Regions from separate parts of the Mus musculus genome. Here regions 1 and 2 are each linked to region 3. The links are chromatin contacts, called in public ChIA-PET and HiChIP or PLAC-seq maps. All regions are on one chromosome and are shown on one strand. The core of a region is the stretch at or near the end of the contact, and the rest is flanking DNA. Distances in the headings are between cores, read along the strand shown. Region 1 holds the start of Slc50a1 (solute carrier family 50 (sugar transporter), member 1). Region 2 holds the start of Krtcap2 (keratinocyte associated protein 2). Region 3 holds the start of Arhgef2 (rho/rac guanine nucleotide exchange factor (GEF) 2).

The links. ChIA-PET counts read pairs in DNA pulled down with a chosen protein or histone mark. HiChIP or PLAC-seq counts read pairs in DNA pulled down with a chosen protein or histone mark.
Region 1: an H3K27ac HiChIP or PLAC-seq map of double positive thymocytes shows a contact between it and region 3, with 4 times the contacts expected there. The contact joins the promoter of Slc50a1 here to the promoter of Arhgef2 in region 3. A contact is called at or near these places in 3 of 39 promoter capture datasets (cranial neural crest, frontonasal cranial neural crest and liver), 1 of 484 Hi-C or Micro-C datasets (nephron progenitors), 4 of 115 datasets of contacts at active chromatin or transcription factors (double positive thymocytes, kidney, microglia and 1 more) and 1 of 9 other capture datasets (pancreatic islet).
Region 2: a contact with region 3 is called in an RNA polymerase II ChIA-PET map of memory CD8 T cells, with 17 read pairs. The contact joins the promoter of Krtcap2 here to the promoter of Arhgef2 in region 3. A contact is called at or near these places in 5 of 39 promoter capture datasets (the C10 cell line, cranial neural crest, liver and 1 more) and 5 of 115 datasets of contacts at active chromatin or transcription factors (embryonic forebrain, embryonic hindbrain, memory CD8 T cells and 2 more).

The regions. Positions count from the first base shown.
Region 1 is chr3:89,268,963-89,272,523 of GRCm38.p6, forward strand. Slc50a1 (solute carrier family 50 (sugar transporter), member 1) reads right to left here and starts at 1,608. Exons shown (of 6, transcript NM_009057.3): 1 at 1,424-1,608; 2 at 1,100-1,177; 3 at 865-988; 4 at 88-249. The coding sequence starts at 1,503. Efna1 (ephrin A1) reads right to left here. Exons shown (of 5, transcript NM_010107.4): 5 at 2,768-3,561. The coding sequence ends at 3,530.
Region 2 is chr3:89,243,878-89,247,872 of GRCm38.p6, forward strand. It overlaps Krtcap2 (keratinocyte associated protein 2), which reads left to right and starts at 2,561. Exons shown (of 5, transcript NM_025327.3): 1 at 2,561-2,638; 2 at 2,901-3,055; 3 at 3,188-3,251. The coding sequence starts at 2,635. It overlaps Trim46 (tripartite motif-containing 46), which reads right to left and starts at 2,020. Exons shown (of 10, transcript NM_183037.2): 1 at 1,838-2,020; 2 at 273-534; 3 at 1-50. The coding sequence starts at 1,900.
Region 3 is chr3:88,619,692-88,623,716 of GRCm38.p6, forward strand. It overlaps Arhgef2 (rho/rac guanine nucleotide exchange factor (GEF) 2), which reads left to right and starts at 1,468. Exons shown (of 22, transcript NM_008487.4): 1 at 1,468-1,630. The coding sequence starts at 1,568. Gm20652 (a long non-coding RNA gene) reads right to left here and starts at 1,414. Exons shown (of 2, transcript XR_375820.2): 1 at 1,340-1,414.

The sequences.
Region 1 (3,561 bases), core at 358-2,857, 650 kb after region 3:
GCCCCCGCCCCAGTATTAGCCAGTCCCTGGCTCAGGGAGCCTAGCCCTTCTCCGCATCTCCCCTACCTCTTGGCCACCCCTACTCACCAAATCAGCCAGTGGGGAGAGGTACATGCTGATGGTAAAGACGCTACAGAAGAGGCCTAGCTGCTGAAGCCGGGCCTCAAGGTCCGGCACCAGAAGCCAAAAGTAGCCATAACCCAGGAGAAGGACAGCCAGCAGGGTTGCCGTCTGCAGGAGCACACCATGCTGCAGGGGAGAGGCGTCTTACATGCATCTGTACCCAGAACACTCATCTCTCTGCTGGAATTGCCTCCTCCTGTCTTCTGCCATGCTCTAATGGGGAAATCAACTTTTATCCCGGCCTTCACGTCAGCCTCTCACCACTCAGTTATTTGAGAGAAATCTCAGCCACACAACACTGGAGATCCCCAGGGAAGGGGAGAGCCATTTTTAGATCCCTCCCCTTTTCATGTGAGCTTCACATACATGTACAATAAGAGACCAATAAATGTTAGTGTGACTGAGTGGGGAAGCAGAGCGAATGGCCATTCTTAGCCATTGGCCCTGGTCCTAACCCTAAAGGAACTATCAGACAGTATAGCCCTCTTCCCCCAGCCTGTTGGGGGAGCACAGGATATCTTGACACCACGGGGTTGGGTAAGCCACCAGCATTTCGAACAAGGGGAGGGTGGGTGGCTCTGTGTGCATTTTAAAGGGTTGACTTCATGGGCAGGAGAACCAGAAGGGCCTTCTAGGAAAGGGAATTAATGCCATCCCACTAATCTTCCAGGAAATAGAACTATATGCTCTGCCAACATGGCCAGGTGTGGGGTGGAGGTGAGTGCAAGGGAGGGCCTCTACCTTCTGAGGACTGTAGTGCAGATATGCCAGGATATAAAGAGTCTGAAGCACGGCCCCCACGCTATTGACGATGATAAGGGTCCCATCTCCCTTCAAGACTCCGTAACTCAGCCAGCTCAGGTTGCTGTGAGGGAAGGAGGATTAAGGTCCAAGGGGCTGCTGGGGTTGCAGCAGGTCTCCAGGGATCTCTTGCACCTCCCTCAGCCTTTCCCATCACAGCCAACAACACTCTCACTTGACATCCGTGGTGAGAAAAGGCAGGAACTGGATGTTGTCCACGCTCCGTGTCCTCTGCATATGCCTGAGGTCCGAGCTGGAAGGGATCCAAAGGAAATTGTTAGGAGTGGGTAAAAGATTTCTCGGTGTTTACCAATCATCCTGAACGACAAGCAGATCTCCCCCCTCAGGCCAAGAGGCAGCCTCGCCTTGGACCTCAAATCATCCAATCCTATTCCACTATTATTCTGGGTTCCAAAAGCAGCAAGATATTGCAGCCACGTCTCTTGCCCGCTTTCATTTCTTGACTTCCTGCCCCAGCCCAGTCCATCCACACTCTCACAGGCCAGTGGAGAACATGCCCAGGGTGAAGAGCACGCAGGCACTAGAAAGGAAAGAGTCTGCCACGCCGCCCGCCTCCATCCCACCGGAGCCGGTTCCCTAGCCCAGCGCGGAGTTCCAGTAGCTCAGACCCGGAGCTGCGGAAGGCGAAGCTCCGCCCTTCCCCGTGGAACCGCGCCGGAACCCGCCCTCGCCCGAACTTCACCGGAACTGGGGACCCAGCCAAACCAGCGCCGCGTGCTGGCCGGGTGGTTTGCTGTAATGTGCGGGCCTGGGTCCTGATCGTGCTGTTCAGATTGCGTTTAGTGGTTTTAGTAGTGCCCCTGCATTTGTCCCCGATCCGACCCCTCCTCACACTGCGCACCCCTTGCATCATCGAGACCACTAGCCTCAACTTCTGGGTTCTTGTATGCTTTTGTGTGCTGGACCACAAACCTCAAATTTAGTCTCACAGGTCTTCAACGCGCCCCCAATTCATATCAGAACCTTGGTTACCCAGCTTTGGGAGGGTTTTCCTGGAGGTTATTGAAACCTCTTTCCAGTCTGTCCCCCAAAAGCAGGAATTGCCATCCTCTTTCAGATGTCCTCTCTTACACGACCTGCCCTATCCAAGGACAAGCCTACCCCTGGCCCCCTGTTCCAACATACTTGCTGCTGGGAACTTTCCCTCCCAGCCTCCCAGGCGGCTCTGCTGGTGGGGCAGCGCACATGCTTCAGCTGGCATCCAGCTCCCTGACTCACCCAGACAGCATGAGTACCTGCATGGTGTGCCAAAGCCCAGCGCTCGAGGCTGGTGAAGTTGGACAGGAAGAACAAAGAGTGGGTGCGGAGAGGAATCTATAGCCCACTCTTGCAGGGAGTTGTGCAGAACCCTCAGGAGTAAACTCCTTTAGCCTGGTAAGACTGATCCTAGCCATTTATTTATTTTGTCTTTTATTTACTTTTTTTGTTTTGTTTTGGTGAGACAAAGTCTCACACTGTAGCCCAGGCTGGCATTGGAATTTTGGCAACATTGCTTCAACCTTCTGAGTGCTGGGGTCACAGGCAGGAGCCACCATGCCTGGCTACTTATGTTTTGTGCTCCTGAGGACTGAACTCAGGGCTGACACACGTTAGGTAACCCTCTACTTCTTGGGGTACATTTCCAGCCTTTTATTTTTGAGTTTGAGGCAAGGTCTGAGTTACTCATGCAGTCTCAAGTTTTTAACCTTCCCACCTCAGCCGCAAAAGGAGCTCTGCATTATACCTGCCCCCCCCCACACCCCCCCCCCATTGCTTCTGTTTAGCACAGAGCCTAACACACAATGGGGACACTGGTCACAAATCAACATGGTGGGGCAGAAAAGCATGTCCATAAAAAACCATCAATTTATTATGAATCCAAAAACACTGTATAAAAAAACCCTGCAGTCATAGAAATGAACAGATACAGCACATTTATATACAGACACTGTACATGTGGGCCCTGCCCGTTAAGCTAAACTCCACAGACTGTACACACGGGCACTGCCCTTACAGCTACACTCTAAAACCAGGCTGCTTCAGTCCTCCTGTTGGCACAGCTCCAGGGAATGTTGCCCCAGGGATGGGGAGGATGCAGTCAGGGCCGGGCTACAAACCTCTCTGGCAGCCCAGCAGGTGGAAATCTTGCAGAGATGCTGGGTCAGCCCAAGCTGCCTCTTCTGTACCTGGCTCCCCCGCAGGAAGCTGTCTCAAGCTTTTCCTTCGGTCAGTTCATCTGCACATTATGGCTTCCTTGGGGAAGGACGTCTTTACCAAGTTCAGTGTCCAACCGCATGACCTCAGGCTCTTTTTAGCCCTTCTCCCACTGAGGCCTCTTAATGGGCCAGGTCCGCACAGCTTGTTTCTTTGGCTTAAAGGCAGAAACTGCAGGTTAAGGACCTTCTCCACTTCTTTCTCCATCCCTCTGAAGTGGAGGCAGGGATGGCACAGTTGGGCTGGTTAAACTCTTTTCGGTTAAAACCCTTAATACTGAACCTTTTGAGGCTTCATGGTGGCGTCTTGTGGGTGTAGTGGGAGAGGTTCCCAGGGCTGGGGCTGCCCCTTAGTCCCATTCCAATCCATAAGCCAGGGCAAGCGTACACCCTCACTGAGATTGCAGCAGCAGCAGTGGTAGGA
Region 2 (3,995 bases), core at 1,311-3,810, 630 kb after region 3:
CGTCTGGGGGTGCAAGGCACCACGCTTCCGCCCAGGGTATGTCCCAAAGCCTGTAGATGGACCCAGGAGGCACAGGTGAGAATTACAGCTGGCTGGGGTGGGTGACATCTGATCAATTAAAACGTGGAATTAATTTCATTGCGCCAGAGATCAGCTCTCATTAGAATTTCAGACAAGCAGTAAGAAGCTCCACCCCAGAATGACAGACAGATGCCCCTGACCCTCTTCCATCTTTCTACATCCCCACCCCATCCCACAGGCCCCAGCCCCACCTGACTTAAGGAGCCGGTCCAAGCGATCTGGCTTGGGGAGAGTTCTCCGAGAGAGGCGGGGGCTGCGGGTAGAAGGGGTGGAAGCAGGAGAAGTGGGCTCCGAACTCGGATCCCCACCATGGCCTATGTACCCCTGCTGGCCCAAAACCTCCCGGGCACAGGCCTGGCACACGTTGTGGGTACAAGGCAGCACTAGTGGCTGCTTGTACATCTCTTGGCACACTGGGCACAGCAGTTCCTTCTCCATGTTCTTCATGCTTGTCTGTGGAGGGACCAGGAGGTTGTGTGAGAGCTAGGACACTTGGGCAAATCTCAGCCCGGTCCCTTGGCTGCCAGGAAGGGCAGCACAAGCTACCTACTGCTTTGGCCCAGTACCCGCCTTCGTTGGTTCACACACCTCCCCAGCTCTCTGTCTCCTGCTTCAGCGCCCCTCTTGGGGAGCTTAAGGTCCACCAAGAAGGTACAGTTGGAGCTCTGGCCTCCCCCACCATCGCGCCCCACCCCCATCACTCCCGCTGCAGCAGTGCTGGCAGGCAGTCCTCCCGCCTCACCTGTCTCCATCCCTCCATCTCTGGATTAATAGCATTTATTTCAAGGGCACCACCCATTCTACAGCTGGGTGTTGTCCCCCGCCCCTTTCTCTAGCAACCCTTAGACGCATGACTGCTCCCCGCGGCCAGGGTGCGCTAGCTCTCTGAACCGGCTGGGCACTGGCCGGCGCCCCAGCACCCATCCTCCATTCTTCAATTCTATTTCTTCCAGTCTCCCCAAATCAACCCATCTCTCTTTGCCTTCTATACTAGAGCTATCAGACCCAGTCTGGTGGAGAAATTCGGCCTGTTTCAACCCTTTGCTCAATCTAGGGTGGGGGAGGAAGGAGCGCCCCGCCTACCTGCCCCCTCCCCACCGGAAGTATCCCTCCCCCTTTTGGTGAGGGGTCTTCTGGCTATTCCCCACCCCCACACCTCACCTTGGTCCCTCTCTTCGCAGCCATCCCGGTCAGGGGCGCAGCTGACACAAAGGAGGGAGGGAGAGGGAGGGAGGGGGAAGGAAGTGGTGGGGGGGAGCAGGGTTGGCACCGCCTCTGGGAGAGACGGGCACGGGTTACCATGGCAACGGGAGGCTGCACGGCAGCTAGCGGGGGGGGGGGTTGGGGGCGGTAGGGGGGGTGGTCGGGAGGGGTCCAAATTGGGAACTGCACCCAGGAGCGGTTTTTTCATCACCCCACCCCACCCCCCGCCACACCTGTCCTCAGTTTCTTGGAAAACATCCAAGCTCACACATGCCCCTTCTCATAGCCCTGGTGCACGCCTGGCAGCTACCCCAAGCCTACCCGCTGGGTCCGGGCAGCTTCTCGCTGCCTACACCCCAGCAAACGGGAGTCTCACCACTCGGCTGTCCCCAGGATCCCTCCACACTTGCGTCTCCGCCCTCCCAGTCATTTCTGTCTTAACTAATCCCTTCTCTATAATCCATATTCTTCCTGGACCCCCACCTGTTCAAGGGTCTGGCTTGCCCCGACCCTTTACATCCCCTCCCTTCCCCTTGACCCCACCTTAACTCACACTGATGCGGACTAGTGCATCCATGATGGAAGTGAAGGTCTGCATATCCTCACCCTCAGCCATGGCCCTACTGTGCCCGCCCGCCCCCGGGTGCCCGATCCTGGCTGCTGCTGCGAACCCGGGGCTTAATGCAGGAGCCGGGTGGGGTGAAGGGAGGGGTGGGGAGGGTGAGATGTCACTGCGCATGCTCCAGGGACTAGCTTCGAACTGCGTCCGTCGAGGTAGGGGGTGGGAAATAGTTCTTCCCACGTGGTTCTCCAAAGGCGGTCTAGGGGGTGGGTAACATGGAGGGTATTTGAGGTAGGAACCATTCCTCCTATTAGAAGCTTGCATCGATTCCTGGTCATACTACTCACATAAAGCACGAAGCTCGTTTCAGAAGAACAACTCCAGGTGGACGGTGCTACATCTTGGGTGGCACATATCTTCGGGAGTTGTTGAGGCAATTATAGTGGGTCAGGGAGGTCTGAGGAAGTTGTACGGGAGATGACATGAATAGCAATGAAGGCACAGGTGACTCTAGGCCATGGGATCATGACTGAAAGATGAGTGCAGCTTGTCCAGAGAGACAGCAGATGCCTTGGCTACAGAAGGCTGGAGACCAAGCAGGGCGGTGGCCTAGAATGCTCTTAGAAGCATTATTTCCTCCTTGCCACAAGAGGGCGCTGCACCCAAGGCGCGTAGAGGAAGAAGTAAAGCAAGTCCACGTTGGCCCCGACGCCTGCGTACAGACAACCGCGCCGGCTTTGGCTCCCCTCTTTCTCCAGGGACACGGATTGGACCACGGACGGGGCGTGATGGGTAACCGCACCGGCGGGATGCCCGGGCTGCTCTAGCGGGAGTGGGCGTTGGGGTGGTCCTCTTTTCTCCGTAGCCTCGGTAAAGCTGACGTGTCCTGGGAACTAGCATTTCCTCCGGACAGGCGGGAACTTGGGTGTGCAGGGCCGGGTGGTTCCTGGAGGTCGCTGTGGGGTGGGGGCTGGGTCACTTGGAAGTGGTTGGTGAGCCAAGCTCCGGAGTGAATCTGCCTGAATCTTAGCCTGACTCTTTTTCTCATTTATAGTAGTCGGTACCGGGACCTCCTTGGCGCTGTCCTCCCTCCTGTCCCTGCTGCTCTTCGCTGGCATGCAGATCTACAGCCGCCAGCTGGCCTCCACCGAGTGGCTCACCATTCAGGGGGGCCTGCTGGGCTCCGGCCTTTTCGTCTTCTCCCTGACTGTATCTTCCTCGCGCTGGAAGGGGAGGCGGGGGTGTATGAACAGAACATGGGCGGGAGTGGGTGGCAAGGGCTTTGCAGTCCCTCTACTTCCTATCTTGTTGCGTGAGTTTCTCCTTAATTACATCACCCAGGCCTTCAATAATCTGGAGAATCTGGTCTTTGGTAAAGGCTTCCAAGCAAAAATCTTCCCTGAGAGTAAGTGAAACTCAATAGTTAACTGGACTCTTTTTTTTTTAAACCTCTCCCAAACATGATGCCGAATTTCCCTGTGCTTAGATGATAAAGGAGAAATACATTTGCTTAACACAATCTTGAAGACAGAAGATGCTTTCAGATTAAGCATTTTATTGGAGCTGGAAGAGAAGCACAAAAAGGGGGGAGGGGAGGGGAGGGGAGGGAGAGGAAAAGAAAGAAAAAGGCCAACCTGGTCTGCTCTCAGGACAGGTTTCAAGTGAACAGTCAAGCCTGGGCTGATGTCTGATAGGCATCCAGGAGAAGGTGTTCTTTGTCCCTGTGAGAGAAGAAAGCAAAACCAAGCCCACTGAGGGATTCTGATGTGGAACTGAGCCCGCACTATTGACTGCTGCTGGAGGAGATTGTGAAGTCTGTGTTCACTGGGATGTTACCAATAGCAGGACCCCTGACAGAAGGAGAATAGAGAATAACCGCTAGAGCTCACTCTCTTTCTCTGCATCCGCTTGTTTCTCTCTTCCTTTCTTCTCCTCCCTTCTGTAGCCCACACTGGCCTTGAACTTCCTGTGTGGCTGTGAATGACTAAACCCTTGACTTGCTGATCTTCCTGCCTCCACTTCCCAGGTCCTGAGATTAGCACTACCTCATGTAGTTTATGAGGTGCTGGCGATTAAGCCCAGGTCCTTGAACATGCTAGGCAATCTCTCTCCCAATGGAGGCACATCTCCAGCCCTGATAGATCAGTTT
Region 3 (4,025 bases), core at 218-2,717:
CTGGCCAGCCTGAACTGGACATTGTTTCTTTTTCCCTGGCCTTTACTATATAAGGACCCTGAACAGGAGAATGGGCACAAAAGGTGAGGGAGTTCCTAGGCAGGAGATAGGTCAGAGGAGCAGAGTGGGAGGGGAGCAGAGCCGGGGTGAGGAGCTGAGGAGCCCAACCAGCACAGCGGGTGGATGAGGCAGCCGAGCCCAAATTAGAGACTGAGGCTAAAATTGGCACTCTAGGAGTGCAGGGCTGGGCTGGAAACCTGCAGCCCTAACACCACCCTCCCTGCCCCGCTACCGAGAAGAACAGAGCAGAAGCTGGTGACAGTGGCTGGGCCTCATCTCCCTCCCTCTTTCTTTTTTCTTTCTTTCTTTTTTTTTTCGGTGTTTTGAGACAGGGTTTCTCTGTGTAGCCCTGGCTGTCCTGGAACTCACTCTGTAGACCAGGCTGGCCTTGAACTCAGAAATCTCCCTGCCTCTGTGCAACACCACGCCTAGCCATCTCCCTCCCTCATTACCACACACTTTTGGGACTAGATTAGGTAGTACCCTAAATTTTTACAAAACTTTGCCCCAGGGTGCTCAGGTTTTTACAGAGAAATCGGAGACCTTGATAGGTGGAAACGGAGCAGACTGGAGAATTTCCCCAGTGGCAGGAAACTCAGGTTGACTCAAAGGGTCCAGAGAAATGAAAACCCACCCACACTCCTCAGCAAGCTCAAACGTTTCCAGACAGGGCCAAGTTGTTTCTATAGTCTCCTGTGGCAGAGAAAACTGGTGTCAGGACACAAGGAAGGATTTCCTCAGCTAGCCTCAGGAAAGGTGGAGCCTTCTCACCTTCACTGCCAAAGTAATTGGCAGAGGTGGGGCTGAGAAGGATGGTCAGAGTGTGGTCCACAAGGCCCAGAGGGGTGAGAAGCTGGGCGGGGGGTGGGGGGGGGTGAGGGGAAAACCCTCTCTTGTGGACTCCTAGCTTTTGGAAAGGAGTCCCCTTCTTCACTCTTTTGGGGGAGTGAAGCCTGTTAACGATGAAGCTTCTAGTTCCCCTTTCATTGCCCCCTCCCTCTTGTCATACCAGTCCAACATTGTAAAAGCGGTCTGTGTACTCAAGCCTGTTTGATGAGTGAGCCCTTATGGCTAGGTCTCCCAGTTACCGATAAGGTGATAGAATCCCCTTAGGGTCTTTAAAGAGTGAAGTTACCCGGAATGGGCGCCGGTGTTTTTCAAGGACAGCCGAGCTAAGGGAGGTCGCTGAGGTCAGAGAGTGTTCCTAAGCGCTAAAGGGAAAAGGGATCCTCGAACCTGTCCCAAGGACCCCTGTCCAGCAGACTGCAGCGATACTAACCCCGGCGTCCCGTCCGGTGCGCGGGTACCCCGCCCTGCCTCCGCTCCGCCTCTCCCCTTCCTGAGCTCGGGTGGGGGAGGAGACTAGGGTTTGAGGAACTGGTGCTGGGTGCAGGGGCGAGGGGACTCAGACTTCCTGTCCCCGAGGCCGACGCGTGCGGCCGGACCCCTCCCCCGCCGTTGCTGGACACCCGGGGCCGCCGCGTCCTCCCGCGGCTCACGCTGGATTATGTCTCGGATCGAATCCCTCACTCGCGCGCGGATCGACCGGAGCAAGGAGCAGGCAACCAAGGTGGGCTGGCTCTGCGACCGGGCGCCCTGCCGACCTCTGGGCCTCCGCCCCGCGTCCCGCGTCCCCCCGCCCGCTCTGGGGCGCCCGAGTCCGCGCGCAGCGGCCGGACGGGGTGGGTGGGGCTGCGAGCGCGTGAGGAGGGGGCTGGAGGACCGCAACGTGACCCGCGTCTCCAGCACCCGCGCAGCTTCTGTGCGGGGATCTAGGAGAGCTGAGCTGGGTTACCAGTGGTTCGGCGGGACCGAGTGTTTTGGGCCGCTCGGAAGAAAGTTGCTCCGGTAAGGGATCGAGCGGGAAAGAGGGGCGAGCGTGTCGGGTTCCTAGGGACGACGCTCTTGGGCACCCCTTTCCGCACCCCAGTTCCGGGGGTTGCTTGCGGCCGTGCCCGCTAGCGCCGGCTCGGTCGTTCCCCCTTTGTCCCCACCAGCGGGTGGAGGGGGCCGGAGGGGGTGTTTTCCAAGCTCCCTCCCCCACCTTCCCGCCCCTCCAAGACAAAAGTCAGCTCCTCCTCTTCTTGCGGATGGACTTTCCAGCTGTGATTCAGTTCTTGCCTGGGGTAGGCGGGTGGCTAGGGGTCAAGACAGCAAGCGGCCGCCCATTTTCTCCGCCAGGCCAAACCGATCCATCAGGTGAAGCAAGCTGCCTTTGTGTCGCTGGGATGCCTTCTCACATCCTGAGCGTCTCGGTGCCAGGACCCAGAGTAGTTCCCACCCTTATCTGTTTCATCAGCTTCCAGGCTCCTGGTTCTCCAGCCGCCTCGGTTAACCCAGTTCCCCCACTCCCCTCAGCCATATTTCGATTATCGCCTCGGCTTGGGGGCCCTTCACCTGTCATCTGGAGTCTGGCTGTGTAATTATCAGCACACTCTGCAATACGACCTCTCCAGCACGCCTTTACAAGTGTCCTTTATTCCTGTCTTTGTATTCAGACGCCCTCCCAAATGCCATGACTTTCCTCACCTCAGCTCACAGGAAGTGGTGAAGCCGAGGAGGACTTGTAGATGAATAAGTGAAGCCAGGGGGGCCTGGTTCAGGCGGACGGCGCCTCCCTGTACCTCAGGACACTCACATTATAAGGCTCTCTCGGAAAGCAAAGGCAGGAAGGGCTTTAATCTTAATCCCTGTCCTTAGCGAGAGCGTAATGACCCTCCCGCAGCCAGCCAACCAAGCAGATCATTTTCAGGCTGGAAAGCCACTCTGCGAATGGAAAGCTGCCCTCTCCCTTCCTCCAAGGTTCCAGGCTTTAGCTACTTGCTTTACTGCTACACTGGGAGAAGGTCGGTAGGGGTGGAGAGCCTCGGGGGCGGGAAGCTCAGTTTGAGGCTTTTTGTAGGGTTTCGGGATGGGAGTCTGCTCACCGGAAGAAAGCTAGCAGGGCTCTGAGCAGCTCCAGGGTGAGGTGACTGAGTGTGAATTGTGGGGTGGCAGACAGGCTCTTAACAAACCCTAGCGACAGGCCAGGCCCCAGCTCCCAGAGTCTGTTTATTTTTTCAACCGTTTGAGCGAGACCCTGGAGTAAAGCCAGGGTGGGTGGGGGGAACTTTTTGAAAGCACGGAAATTTGGTTCCACCCTAAAAAGGAAAGCCACTGGGGGGGGGGGGGCAGGAGAGGCAGACCTGTGGGGCTGTACGAAGACATCCTCAGGGGGCCTTTCTCCAATCCAGACACCTGGCATCTCATCCCCTGTTTTTCTTTTTTTCTTTTTCCATAACACAGTAACTGGAAATCCAGACTCCTGGCTTTTTTATCTTTTGACTATGCTATGGAGAAGGGATCAGGGAATCTGACTGGTTTCCCAGAGACCAGTGAGTGGTTCTGAGAGGGTAGAGAGACCAGGGGAAGGAGGGAGGTTGTCAGTTTGAGCTGGTCGGAAGGGGAGGGACACCTCCGGAAAGCTGTGGTTACTGAAGTGGGGGAGTTGGTTCCTAGCCACGAACCCTGGATCTCCCCCCCCCCCCCCAGCGCACCAGCTGTCTCCTTTCTTTTTATACTGTGCTGGGAAGTCGAGGGGCCCACTGGAAATGAGATTATTTGAGGAACGTGGTCTTCCCCGATACCTACGAGGGAGGGAGAAAGGTCAACCCTGAGATCCGCTGCCCTCCCCCACCTCTTTCCTTACTTTGAGATATCTTCTCAGAGGGAAGAATTCAAGTGTAACCTGCCCCTTTCTCCTTCCCGGCATAGGATCGGCATAGGATCGCTCCTTCCGCCCCTCCACGCTTGCTTCCCTTTTCTCTGCATTGTTTCTGTTCTTCCAGGCTGTCTTCTGTTCTCCGCCCCCTCAGTTCTCTCTGCCCTACTTCCTACCTCCTCAAGCCTCAAAGCTGCTCTTTCCATCTTTAGGCCCCCTTATCTCTCCACCCTACTTTCCTGAGCCCTAACCGTCTTGGCCCACA